Regions from separate parts of the Mus musculus genome. Here all the other regions are linked to region 1. A link is a contact called in public Hi-C data. All regions are on one chromosome and are shown on one strand. The core of a region is the stretch at or near the end of the contact, and the rest is flanking DNA. Distances in the headings are between cores, read along the strand shown. Region 1 has its middle 290 kb from the start of Pvt1. Region 2 has its middle 26 kb from the start of Myc. Region 3 has its middle 43 kb from the start of Gm41333.

Evidence for each region. A called contact is a pair of places that touch in the nucleus more often than the background predicts.
Region 2: a contact with region 1 is called in a Hi-C map of the N1E-115 cell line, with 2.3 times the contacts expected there. A contact is called at or near these places in 3 of 484 Hi-C or Micro-C datasets (the N1E-115 cell line, bone marrow-derived macrophages and nephron progenitors) and 2 of 130 datasets of targeted methods (the NIH/3T3 cell line and embryonic fibroblasts).
Region 3: a Hi-C map of liver shows a contact between it and region 1, with 6 times the contacts expected there. A contact is called at or near these places in 4 of 484 Hi-C or Micro-C datasets (embryonic fibroblasts, liver, muscle stem cells and 1 more) and 2 of 130 datasets of targeted methods (embryonic fibroblasts and liver).

Annotation. Positions count from the first base shown.
Region 1 is chr15:62,326,636-62,330,907 of GRCm38.p6, reverse strand. No RefSeq gene overlaps it. Among named protein-coding and RNA genes, the nearest start is that of Pvt1, 290 kb to the right of the region's middle.
Region 2 is chr15:62,008,376-62,013,344 of GRCm38.p6, reverse strand. No RefSeq gene overlaps it. Among named protein-coding and RNA genes, the nearest start is that of Myc, 26 kb to the right of the region's middle.
Region 3 is chr15:62,710,242-62,714,584 of GRCm38.p6, reverse strand. No RefSeq gene overlaps it. Among named protein-coding and RNA genes, the nearest start is that of Gm41333, 43 kb to the right of the region's middle.

The sequences.
Region 1 (4,272 bases), core at 1,233-3,732:
GTAGGGCAGGCTGATCCTAAACTTACCACTCGGTCAAAGATGACAATGAACTCTTGACCCTCCTTCCTCCCCCTCCCAGAGGCTGAGATTGAAGGCCTGTACCACCACATCATCTCACATTCCATTTGAATAGAGACATGAAAGTTACATTACTGTGCGTCCTTCCCCACTCTGTTGTCTTTACTCCCTCACATCCTGAGCCTCACGGTTGTGAAGAGTAGCAAACTCTATCTGGAGAAGCTGCTATGAAACAATGAAGTTTAAAAAAGAAAAGTGTAAGACATAATAAGGGATGAGCAAGGAAGAGTGGCAGGGGGACAGTAAGAAGTGCCCTAATATTATCTAATCAGTGCAGAATCAAGAGTGTTGGGCAAAGCCAAAACTGCATATTCCAGGAATTATTGAAGAACAATTCTAAGTGGTATATGAAATATCAATCACTGTTAGATCATCTGACAGTTACTTTAGCTGTGCAGTGTGGCTATAAAATTCAGGCCCTTGCTTAAAAGTTCTGGCAAGACTGGGTGTGTTCATTACTCTTTAGCATACCTGTGCAGGTGTGCATGTATATGCCTATGTGGGTGTGGATGTGACTGTGTGTACATGAGTATATGAGTGTGTATTTATGTGTGAACAACTCTGTGTGTACCTGTGTGTGTGCAAGTGTGTGTGTGTGTGTGTGTGTGTGTGCGCGCTGAATATGTTGGGCTAAAGAAGTTAGTTCTGATCTGTGTGCCACACAATATATCAAGGTGAGGGGACAATTAGGACAAGTCCCTACACTCCAGGGACCTAGAACAAATCTGTGTGTGTGTCTGTCTGTCTGTCTGTCTTTCCAGCTCCCTTCCTTGTTTACTGAGCTCTTACTATGGAACAGGCACTGAGTATGCACATCATTTCACTGGTTCCTAATCCACATTGTAGCAACTACTCAAAGGCTCTTATTCCTATTTCTAAGTCTACCAGATGTTAAAAGGCAGAGTACAACTTAAGTCTCTGTTAAAAGAATCTCCCAGTTCTACTTCCACAGGCTAATAGCGGTTGATAGTAAAACCATCTAACAAGACACGGATGTCAGCCACATAGCTGCTGCTGTATGAATAGGGTAGGAGCCACACCTGAGTTTGGATTCTTGCTCAACATGTAGTGACTCTCTGTGTGTGTGTGTGTGTGTGTGTGTGTGTGTGAGAGAGAGAGAGAGAGAGAGAGAGAGAGACAGAGAGAGAGACAGAGAGAGAGACAGACAGACAGACAGACAGACAATCAGAAAGGCTGATGATATAATGGTATATTTGGGAAACTATTTAAGAACACATAGAGGCCTACAACCCTGAAAGGACATCTGTTTCAATCCCCTTACTTTATAGTTGAGAATATCAACACTATGTAAGAACAAGGGCACAAGAACTCCCTGCCTGAACTCCTCAGGGAGAGATTGACACCAGTAGGACCCCTGGTTTCTGATACCCACTTAGCTCCTTGCTTTTTCTGAGATTTCATTCCATGTCACAGGCAGGCTTTCGACTGCCCTTCCTCAAATCAAAGGAAATATCTGTTCCCCACCAAGCAGATTCTTGTGAAAGAAATCTTGTGAAAGCACCTCTCATCTGTTTTCCCTCTATCTGTGCATTGATGGAGGTCAAGTGAAGGTCAGGGAATGCCCCGATGACTGGACTTCTGGGTCTCCACACCCAAGAATGCAGCCAAGCTTCAAATAAATCAGACTGCGAGCAAGAATTCAGACGGGCTCCCCCAAGTTCCAGGCTTCCTTTTCCTGGTAGAAGTCATCAGCTGTCTTGTTGCTAGGAGACCAGTGGAGGTGGAAAGTAAAATAGCCATAGTTTTCTAACTTATCTGAAAATGCAGTTTGTCTTTGCTCCCTTGGGGGTTCAGCTTCCTTAAGAGCAGGCTATCACAGCCAGGCAGAGAGAGACCTTTCTTCCTTCCTTCCTCTCTTTCTTTCTTTCTTTCTTTCTTTCTTTCTTTCTTTCTTTCTTTCTTTCTTTCTTTCATGAAATGGATAGAGCTTTTCCTGGGCATAGAGTGTCATACAGCAGAGACCAGGGAGCTGCCAATTACTGATGCAATGTTTGGGAAAGAGTTGCTGAGCACACATGACTCAACAAAATATGACAATTTGCGTCCCTATCTCTTGGAAAGTTGTACTTATCAGAACCAATAAGAGCGGTGCGGTCAGTAAGCACACGGAGCTGTATTTATCATGAGGGAATTGAGTAGGAATTAAAGCCCCGAGGATTGTGAGTGGAGGAGATGATTTGAGTCACTATCTGTCCGGGACTTTCCTTTTCGGTGGCATTCCAATAGCACAGACCTCACCCTGGCAAACCATAGCATTGCTCAATATTAAAAACATTTGCCTGGAATGCAGGACATGTGAACTCAGACACCCCCTACAGCTTCACAGTGTGATCCCAGCATGCTGCATTCACTGTAAACACCACGGCTTTCAGGAGAACAAGGACAGTGCCCAGAGGTGACACAAACCACAGGCAGAGAGTGTGGCAACAAGAACCTTCCCAGCCTTCGCACAGCACTTAACACCACCCCACTGATGACCCTGGCAGAGATGGAAAGGGATCCCATGGGAGGAAACCAGTGCATTCTTTTACCCTTAGAAGAAAGTAAGAATGGAAACTGATTTCCTCTTTCTCTGGTGGTGTGCTTGGTTGTCTGAAGCAGAAAAGTATAACTGAAAGGAAGGAAGCAAGGAAGCAAGGAAGCAAGGAAGCAAGGAAGGAAGGAAGGAAGGAAGGGAGGAAGAGAGAGAGAGAGAGAGAGAGAGAGAGAGAGAGAGAGAGAGAGAGAGAGAGAAGAAAAGAAAAGAAAAGAAAAGAAAAGAAAAGAAAAGAAAAGAAAAGAAAAGAAAAGAAAAGAAAAGAAACGAAAAGAAAAGAAAAGAGAAAAGAGAAGGAAGGGAAGAAGGGAGAAAACAAGGAAGGAGGGAGAGAGGGAAGTAAGGGGCCACACAATTTACTCCCAACAAACGTTAGGAGAGTAAATAATGAGGTCATCAAACTCCCCATCCTTTTCTTGTCTAGGGATCCTCCCAGTTCAGCTGAGACAAAGTAGCAACCCTTGTTAAACTTGCTAAACTGTGAGTGAGAATATAACTCTGCATACTCTAAAGCCTATTTAATCTGTGCAGTGTCTGCCAGAGCTCAGGGGTTTGCCAGTGCAGGGCTAAAGGCAGACACAACATTTCTGACTGACTACAGCAGGTCACTGCCCACCCTGCCCCCACCACCACTTTCAAAGTCAGAAGAGAAACTCTCCTCACACACTGCTGACTGCTCAGGCCAGCTGTCAAAGACGATGTCCACTCTTTCACACAGGACAGCAATTAGCCAAAATCATCCCAAATTGCTGCCACTGAAAATCTCTAATTGCCCATCGGGGTTTGTGGTTTTGTCTACAAAGAGAGTCATACAGAAGGGGCAACTAAAGGGCTGTGCAATGAGGGTTTCTAGGCAAGCTTAAGCATGCGTCTTCCGAAGCAGAGGGTCAAGCTCAGGAAGACGAAAGACATAGAATGTAAAGGTGACCTTTATAGTCTCAAACTCTGGAGGAAGTAGAGAAGCATGAGGTCAGAAGACAGGCTCATAATCCCACTGACATTGGCAGATCCCAGCACAGTGTTGGTTGTAGACTATGTGACATAGTCACTATATTTAAGGAAGAATCAAAATGTGGCGTCAACAGAAGAAGTGTCACTTCTGGAGTTCACTCATACCCATCATATATGACCTTGGGTAAGTCAAGGCTTCCTCCTGGGACGATCTTGTCCTTCTTCTTAGATTTTCCATGTTGGGTTCCTCCCGTGTGAAATGCCTCTCCAGCATTTCCTAGGAAACTGTTATCCCCACTATTCTGCTTTGCTCCTGGTGATGGGATCACCAAAGAAACTCAGAGGAGGATGGTAGTATTCCAGCTTTCACTTCTAGGCCAGTGAACCAGTCAAGGCAGCAGGAACTTCTAAGCAGCTAGTCAAGGGCAGGAAGGGAATGAATACATGTATGATTGGTCAACTCAACTTCTCCGCTGCTAAACAGGCCTGGAACTAAAGCCAAGAAACGGTGCCATCTGCATGATTAGGCCCTAGGTTAATGTTGAGAGTCCTTCTTGATCACTCTCCACCTTATCTTTTGAGACAGAGTCTCTCAGTTGAGCCCATATCTGCCCTATGTGTGCTTACATGGATGTACTAAAATCTGTTCACCCAACTGTAGTATCTTGAAGCTCAGAAAACAAAGT
Region 2 (4,969 bases), core at 160-2,659, 320 kb after region 1:
AACAACAAACAAAAGATAAAAAAGGAAAACAAAAAGTATTTGTATGTATTTTAATCATATTTGCCCCTCCTGCAAATGCCCCCAGCACCTCCCCATCTCCCTATTCACCCAACTTCATGTTCTCTTTCTCTCTCAAAACAAGCAAACAAAAAATCAAAACAACAAACCAGTAAGACAGAAAATACTAAAATAAAACAAAGTGAAACAAAAACCCATGGAGTTCATTTTGTGTTGGCCAACAACTCCTGGGCTTGGGGCCTATCCTAGAGCGTGGTTGATAGATCCAGTGACACTCTAGTGGAGAAAACTACATTCCTTTCTCGGTGGGCATCAACTGCAAATAGCTTCTCAGGTAAGGCATGGGACTTAGTGTCTCCTTTTCCTTCAAAGTGGTGCGATCCTGTCTGGTTTACATATGTGAAGGTCCTGGGTGTGCCGTCACAGTCTCGTTCTCAGTTCTGTTGTGTCTGAAAGGCAACCATCAACTACTTCTGGCTCTTATAATCTCTCCACTTCCTTTCCTGATGATCTCTGATCCTAGAGAGGATGGGCTTGAGAAAGACAGCCCATTTAGAAGTGATTGCTTCAAAATCCCTTACTCTCAGTGGATTGCCCAGTTGTGGATCCCTATGCTAATGTCCATCCATTGAAACCATCCTATGGTGAGGATTGTGCAATGCACCCATCCAATGGGTGTAACTAAAGTCATTAGGAGTCATTTTATTGCCTGTTCCTGTAGCCGAATAATAGTAGTAGCTTTCCCTCTCAGACTTCCCTCACCCTACCCAAGACACTTCCCAAGACAAGGTTTTTTCCCCTTGGCTATCCTGGAGCTCATTTTGTATATCAGGCTGTCCTTGAACTCACAGAGGTCCATCCTGTTTCTGTCTCCCAATTGCTGGGTTTAAAGGCATAGGCCACCACACTTGGCTGGACCTTTCTAATTTCATGTTCTTCCCATCTCATGGAGTGGTCCCTAAATCCAATTCCATGTCCTGGTTTCCCTGGGTTCAGTGAAAATGGCAAGAAAGTATTTAGCAACTGCTAAGCAGACAAGTGCTACGTAAGCCCTTGGGTCACAAAGAAGCCATGGTGGTTCTAGCCTGAAGGACTTCCTGGGTAGGTGAGTTTGGTATTCCCTCTGTACTTTTTCCTGGTGACTCTCCAGGAACAGGTGCAAGAGAAGTAAAGTGTGGCAATAATTAAGGTCTGCGATTATTTCCTTTTGTTATGATAAAGTACTGTGACAGAAGCAACTCTTGGAGGAGCAAATATTTATTTTAAGTCACAGTTTCTTGTGGAGGAATGTCAACAACAGGGAACTTGAAGCAGCCTGTTACATACCATATCCACATTTGAGGAGCAGAGAAAAACCAATGCTTGCTGATGTTAGGTTCTGCTTCTCCATTCACACAGCCCAGGAACCAATGAGGAAATGATGTCACCTTAGTGGTTGGGTCTTCCCACCTCTATTAATGTAATCAAGCTGATTCTTCACAGGCCTGCCCAGCGGCCCAGCTCCTGGGTGATCTAGATCTTGGCAAGCTGACAACATTAACTATCCCAGTAAGTGATGCTCTGACATTAGATGCAGCACAAGGAGTTCAAGAAGCAAGAGCCAGACATGGAGTTTTTGAAGTCACAACAACGCTGAAAGCTATGAGTGGCCGAGTCATCAAAGACATTGTTCTCTCCTCTCCTCTGGACAGCATTCAGTGGTAGTCAAAAGACTTTCAATGTATATAGTTATGGCATCCAGAACTGCCTAGAGGTGGTGGCTTTCATGTATCCATTCATTTCTGTATTCGTTCCCATGCAAGATGAGAAAGGCACAGGTATCAACATTTCTCTCTATGGGAGAAATGGTATTGTGGTTTTCTGCCGTGCTGTCTCCTGTATTACTTGCTGTGGTAGACTTCAGGTGTCATTTTGGGAAGATGTTCATGTGCTATGTCCTCAGCCATATAGTAATGTATCTTTTGCACAATTGTGTATTTTAAGTAACCAAGCAATTATTTTTTATGCTTTAGTTTAAGAAAAAAAAAGAATTGAAATATTATTGAATCATTTCCTCCACCTTCCCCTTCTTCCCTCCAACCCTTCCCATGTCCAGTTTCTCTAACTCCTCCCACATTCTGCCCTTGACTTCTTCTGGAATTCATACTGTTTTCCTTTTAAAAAAATGCATGCATATATAGACACAACCTGCTGAGTTCACTGAGTGTTACTTCTGTGTGTGATTTCAGCACTGGTCAGTCTGTAGTAGAGCCTCATTTCTGTGGAAGACTAATTCTCCCTTCTCAGTAGGCATTAGTTTCCTGTAGGTAACCATTTCAGGGTGGGACTCATTGAGATTTCCTCCTTCCACATTAGCATGTCTATTGGTGTTGTCCAGGTTCAGGTAGCAAGGTTGTTGTTGTAGGGTGTAGCTTTCCTGTTATTTCTAAGAGATCCAATCTCAGGAATCTTCCTGGGCTTCCGGCTGTTAGAATCTATTTGTTCTCCCTTCTGTACTGTTCCCTGAGCTGTATACACAGGAATTGCCTTGTAGATGTTTTCAATGGGGCAGTAGAGTCTCTGATCAGTTGCTATCTGATTTTACTAGTTGTAGTTTTCTGTAGTGGTCTCCATGTGCTACAGAGCCTCTTTGCCTCTTTGGCGAGGGATGAGAACTTCATGTGTCTGTGGATATTAGGGAAGGTTTTGGAATGTAGTTAGGAATTAGGCTGGTTTAGTAAGTGGTAGTAGTAGGTTCTCATCTAAGATACATAATCTCATTGGCCTTGGTAATTGGCTGGATTTTCAGTACCAGGCAAGATTTCGCTCCTGTTTAGTGGGCCTTCAATCCAATTAAAGAGCTATTGGTTACTACCAAGATATGACTGCCACTATCACACTTTTAAGATATCTTGCCATGCTGGTCATTATTGTGATTAATATGAATCAGACATTTCTTAGTCAGACCAAGCAAAAGGTAAAAAAACAAAAACAAAACAAAAAAAAAAAAACAAAAAAAACCCCTAACTTTTGTTCTTTTATTCTTTTCTTTTCTCTTTTTCCTTTTTAGATTTGAGATTTGTAGAGTAGTCTGTCTTTAAAGTCTTGATCCTCCTGCCTCAGACTCCCAAGTGCTGGGATCACAAGCATGTGCCAATACTCCTGGTGAAAATTCTCAAGAGACCAAATATAATCATTGTCATTCTATCCCCTGAAACACAGTTCAGCAGAGATGGTCCAGTAGAATCACATAGACAGTAAAGGGCCACACAGCTGACACATGGCAGAATTTACCTCCCAACACAGCTCTCATAGCTTGCTCAGCTGAAGCGTCAGGACAAGTTCAAGCGTGTCAACCAGGAGAAGCAGTCAAGGAAGGTCAAGGACTCTTACCTGGCTCCCTCCTTACTGTCACTGTAGCCCTACTGCCCTACAGGCAGGGAAGAAAGGAGCCTGGCCTCTCCTCTTGATATTTGAAAATGAATAGAAGAGGAGGGTACTATGAAGGGTCCAGTCCAGAAGCAGCGTCAGCCCACCCAGGAGTTAGGTCTCATCAGCTCTCCAAACAGCCTGTGATGGCAGCAGGGGGACTCAATCTGCTCTCACAGTCCCCACCTCCTCACAAGGAGTTCACAGAATCATGGACATGAAAGAGCCTGACATGATAAGGAAATGCCCAGGCAAAGAGATGTTCTTTCCTTTCCAAGAAGATCCTATAAAACAGGCTGGCTTCCACAGAGAAAGTAACTTCCAGGGGGTCTGAGATGACAAGATATGTACTTACTTATAAATGATTTTTCTTTTCATAGTCACTCATGGGCAATTCTCATAAAAGTGTTAGTATGTATGTGCCTGAGCACACACATACGCACACATACTTACATGAACACATATACTCTACATGTACACACATGATGCATGAACACACACAAATACACAAATGCACACAAACGTACACACAGACATATGAACACACATGCACACACAGAGGTACACACACACATGCTTATACCTTCCTATCACATGTAAAATTATACACAGCAAAGGTTTTCCCCAGTAAACCATTCATGAACAAGTACCATTTAAATGTAATTGTGCCGGGTCAGTGAGATGGTTCAGTGGGTAAAGGTGCTTTCTGATAACCTGATGACCTACATTTGATTCCGAAGACCCATGAGACAGAAGAAGAGAACCAACTGCCTTGAGTTGTCCTCTGACTACACACATGCCACTATGAACCCATACATTTACTCATACACTAAACATACAAACAAACAAACAAACAAAAATGCTCAAAAAAAATTAAACAAGCCAGGTGTGGTGGCACACGCCTTTAATCCCAGCACTTGGCAGGCAGAGACAGGCGAATTTCTGAGTTCGAGGCCAGCCTGGTCTACAGAGTGAGTTCCAGGACAGCCAGGGCTACACAGAGAAACCCTGTTTCGAAAAACAAGCAAACACCAAAAAACAAACAAACAAAATATTAAACGTAGTTGAGCTGATGTCTTAGATCATCACCATAGTAGGATACAAAGCCTGTACATCCTAATTAAACTTATCCTCTAAGAAAGTCTGGAAATTGTAGGCTTTAACTAGACCTGAAATCTGTGAGCACTTATGGGTTGATAACAAACTGCTCTGTTCCCTGGTACCCAGAGGAGGAAGCCTTGACCAGACTCTGAACAAGCTGAATAGAAGATCTATTGCCTCTCTGCTCTCTGAGTACCCTATGCTTTGATGGGGGCCTTGGTGAAGCTGTGAGGAGATTTCCCAGCATCCTTTCTGAGGAAGCAGGCTGAACCACACCAGCTTGCACAGCTTCTTAGTAGCAATACAGGACTTGAAAGAAGGCACACAATGGACTCTGTTTACTTCCAGGAAACAGGCCCCAGATGCTAGAAAGCACCACCTAGCTCCTGCTAGCTGCAGTGATCCAGTACGTGGCCTGAGAAAGACAACTTCCTTCCCCTGG
Region 3 (4,343 bases), core at 630-3,129, 380 kb before region 1:
TCTCCATGGAACTTGGGAGGAAGAACAGGTCCTGGCCTTGCAAACTGCTATGTTTCTGTGGCTGAGTCATGTTGACCAGCTCCCAGAACAACTTGTGCCTGTGTTGTTAAAGCACAGAGGTCCTCAGGCGCCATGAAAGCCAGGCCTGCCTTTTTATCCGCCTGCCTACAAAGGCCAGGATCCCACACGTGGGACAGAATGTAAACACACTCCCCAAACCTCTATTTGCTCTCAAATTGGCCAATGTTTCCTGTCCACCCCTCAAACAGACTCCCACCTTCTATTCAGCTTCAAAGACTAAAAATGCAAATGAGAGAAGTCTTCAGGGGTGACTGGGACAGAGAAATTTTGAGCTATTTCCTGCGATTTTCAAGATTATTTCTTATAATTTTAGCAAAACATAAATAATATATATATACATACATATATATTTGCTTGGAAAAGCAGGGAAACATTAACATTGTATTAGTAATCGTATAAAATAGGACAGGAACCTAAAAATCACGTAAATAAACAATGGAAGGAGGCTTGTCATGTCAACAGGAAAGTGAATAGGGAAACTCATGACACAGGCATGTGTTGAAATATTCACAACTCCCAAGCCTGTTAGTTTTAATGACATGAGAAAGCTGGTTAACAGCTGGGAGTAGTGGCACACACCTTTGATCCCAGCACTCAGGAGGTAGAGGCAGATTGATCTCTGAGAGTCCCAGGCCAGCCTGATCTAGGAAGTGAATTGCAGCGCAATCAGAACCACATAGTGAGACTCTCTCATGAAAAATAAATACAAATAAATACATGAATTAATAATAAAAATAACAAACTGTTTATAACACATGAAAAAGTTTATGAAATTGAGCTTAGTGCAATTTTAATTATTAAGTACATGTGAAATATACTGCAAGATCATAGAGTTCTCTAGGGATTTTCATGTGTGTGTATGTGTGTACATATGTGTATATATATATATATATATATATATATATATATGCAAACATGCTTGTACAATAAATGATAAAGCTTGCTCATGTTAGAGCATGCTTTAAAATACAATAGCGTCACATTCAGGCTTTTTTTTTTTAAAGGAAGCTCTAAAACATGCAAACTTAATAAGAACCTGGATAATAAAGATTTTTCCTTCCTAAGTCTCCCAGATATAGGCATCATGTAGTCAACTAAACCAGAAGGAAGGTGAGTCAAGAGAGATGCATTAGCTGCAAAATTGGGGAAGGATATCATATAAAAAAAATTATAAAACTATTCCAGATTCTTAGTTATCCCACTAGCTCTGTCCCTAAACACTGTTGATCGTGACTAGCCTATCATTGCCCTCTGCTCCCCAGTCCATGCACTTGTAAGAAGGGGTTAATCACTCCTCCACCCATCTGTTGACTTATTCAAACACTTTCTCGGGGATCAGAGAAAAAGCACTGGCTGAAACAGATACTTGTCATGCCTTCTGGGTACTTGTGCTCTTTTATATTAAAAAAAAAAATCAAACACATAGGCTAGTGTTAGGAACATGAGGAACAATGGACAAGGTCAGAAGGTAGCATGAGCGTCAAGGTCCTTAGAGATGGCATCAGTAGGTAGGTCATTAGGTGAGAAAGAAAGTCCTACTGGTAGTCAATACTGGGCAGTGTCCCAGGGGAGGCAAGCCAGGAAGCACCAAAGTGCTGTAGCACGGGGTGGGGTGGGGGTGGGGGGTGGGGTGGGGGGTGGGGTGGGGGTGGGGGGGACATGGTTGCGCCAGCGGTGATGAAGCATAAACTTAGTGTTTTTCTCCTAAACTTTAACCAAGGTCCACCCCGCAGTCAGTCAGCAGGCTCAAAATGCTTTCAGAGCCCTTGAGAGCTAAAGTCCAAGGCCTCTGCCCAGGGAGTGAATTGATGGAATTTAAAGGCAGTGTCGCCTTGGAGCTTTGAAGGTCCGCTGAACAACTATTAGCTGATCCACTTGACAAACAGTGACGCAGTCACTATGTATGTTTGTGCCCAAGCAGGTGACGATTTTCTCTCCACTGACTCCAGTCAAGGACTTTCTGCTTCCAGATTGCAGGTTCCAGGTGACATTGGGCACACGGGATCAGGAGGGGAGTGGAACAGGTCATGCCCCAGGAAGGCAGCATGAAGCTGGACTCACCTGATGTTTTGAACAGCCCACTTAGCTTCAGTGTGGCAGGAACATATTCTTTTGAAGCCTAAAGAAAGTATGCTGATTCATCAGTTTCCAAACCCATGGGAAAAGAACCCATTGTTAAGCTTCTAATATATTTTCCCTAACCCCTACAAGGATAGCTATAGTTCAGGGAGATAAACTGGGATGAAGGTAAGGCAAAGCGAAGCAATTACTGCCATCCATAATTATAACCCATATCGTTTATTGTGTGCTAATAGCTGCATTTCCAAGCAGATGTTATTAATTAGTGAAATAACAAGGCAATTTGCATTCATCTCATTTCAGAGAAGAAATAAAACTACCTCCTCTAACCAAACATAGGTAATTCAGTTTTGTTGTTTTTCTTATAATACATGGGGAAACTGAGGCACAGAGACACTGGATTCTTTAAAAGCATCTTTACTTAAAGCTTCCTAGAAGGAAGATTATTATCATGGGTAGCAGTGTATATAGATAAAGTGGCAAGGTGCTGGCCCAGAAATCATGATAACGTGGAGACAGGGAGATTGGTTAGCCCAATCTGCCAATATCCACAGCAGTCATCATTCTGGGCCTCTGATCTAATCTCTCTGAGTTGTTTTCTTATCCAAAGCATAGGAACCATCAATCCCTGACCAATGTGATTGTTTTATAGAACAAATGCGGAACATACGTACCTTCACAGCAGATATAGTTTGTGAGATAAATGGACTCTGCTCAGAGTTTAGGAGGAGAAGTAGCATTTCAGAGGGGGATAGAAAGGCTGCACGTTAATCGACCTTATGGCTAGATAGTTCGAAGAATGTATCTGGGGCCACAGAAGCAGAAGGAAATTGAAATTATCTGAGAGAAAATATCACAAGACCAGCTGGAATTCTAGCATGAAGCATGAGTAAGGGACCCAGCAGAATCATTGTCCCTTAAAAGTATATAGGCAGAAGGAACTAGGGCAGAAGGAAGTGCATGTGGATTCAAACATTGTATGACTTGATTCTAGAGCTAATGTGATTGGTAAAACATTCAAAGGCCTGCTTTTCCTTATGAACATCTTAAGAAACAGAAGTCTTCGTATCTATAAAAAAAGCAACTGGCAACATCTATTAAAATTATATTTGCCATAACATATTTATTAATATATATTAGTACAATTATAAAATAGTATATACATATATATAATATATTTATGTGTGTATACACACACATATATATATGTAAAATATGAATGTAAGACAAACATAAACAGCCCTGGTGACCAAGAGTTTGGTTACATATTCCCTTTGTTGTTTGTTGTTGTTGTTTGTTGTTTTTTGAAAAATGAAAGTCAGAGACATGATCTTCCAAACCACTTTTGTATCTCAAGTATGAGGACAGTCACAGAAGTTGGACCCAGGTGGTGTTTACCAGAACCCTGGCACCCATCTTCTCTCACAGTGTTCATACCTCATGCCACTTCACTCTCCATGGATGCACCTCTGTGTGTCTGAGCTAGCTCACCAGATGGTGGGGTGACTCTAGGACTGTGTTTGACTATGAAGTTTGGGCCACCCAATATTTTCACCCTAGAGAAGAGACATTGAAAAACTGCCTGGTTAAGCAAGCACATGTAGTTTGAGCTGAGGGATCTGGCTGACATATCAGAGAAATGCCTTTGACTTCAGTATCAGTCTCTTAGTCCTCTAGGTTGTTGCTAATGGGGGCTAGCTTAGTGCTTTGTTGAAGCATTAAGTTGTAAAAAGAGATCACACATAAAAGACACTGGTAAATAAGAAAGAAGCACAGAAAGTCTGTTCTTTTTCTATCTACCCCCCTTCTTTCCTCTTGATGTTGTTACTTGTAGCTTTATCCTTTGGGTCACTGGAGGACAAGGAAATAGCCTTTTTAGTTCATCTAGAATCTGATCACACATATTCCACTTGATTCTCCTGTCTGAATTCTCCCAGAATGAAGACAGGAAGAATGGCTTTATATGGCATTATCTTTCACAGAGTAGCATCCTGCCTTTCTATCAGACTGAACAGGCCGAATGCAGGATGATGAGAGGCTCTCTGTCAATTCCTATTACCAATCAGTAGAAATGATGTGAGGATCCCAGGCTTTCCCACATGTTTCTTGCCAAGGGCTGTACTATTTTGTTCTATTGCCTTGAATTACCTGTGATAAGGAGGGGGTGTTAGTTAAATATTTTC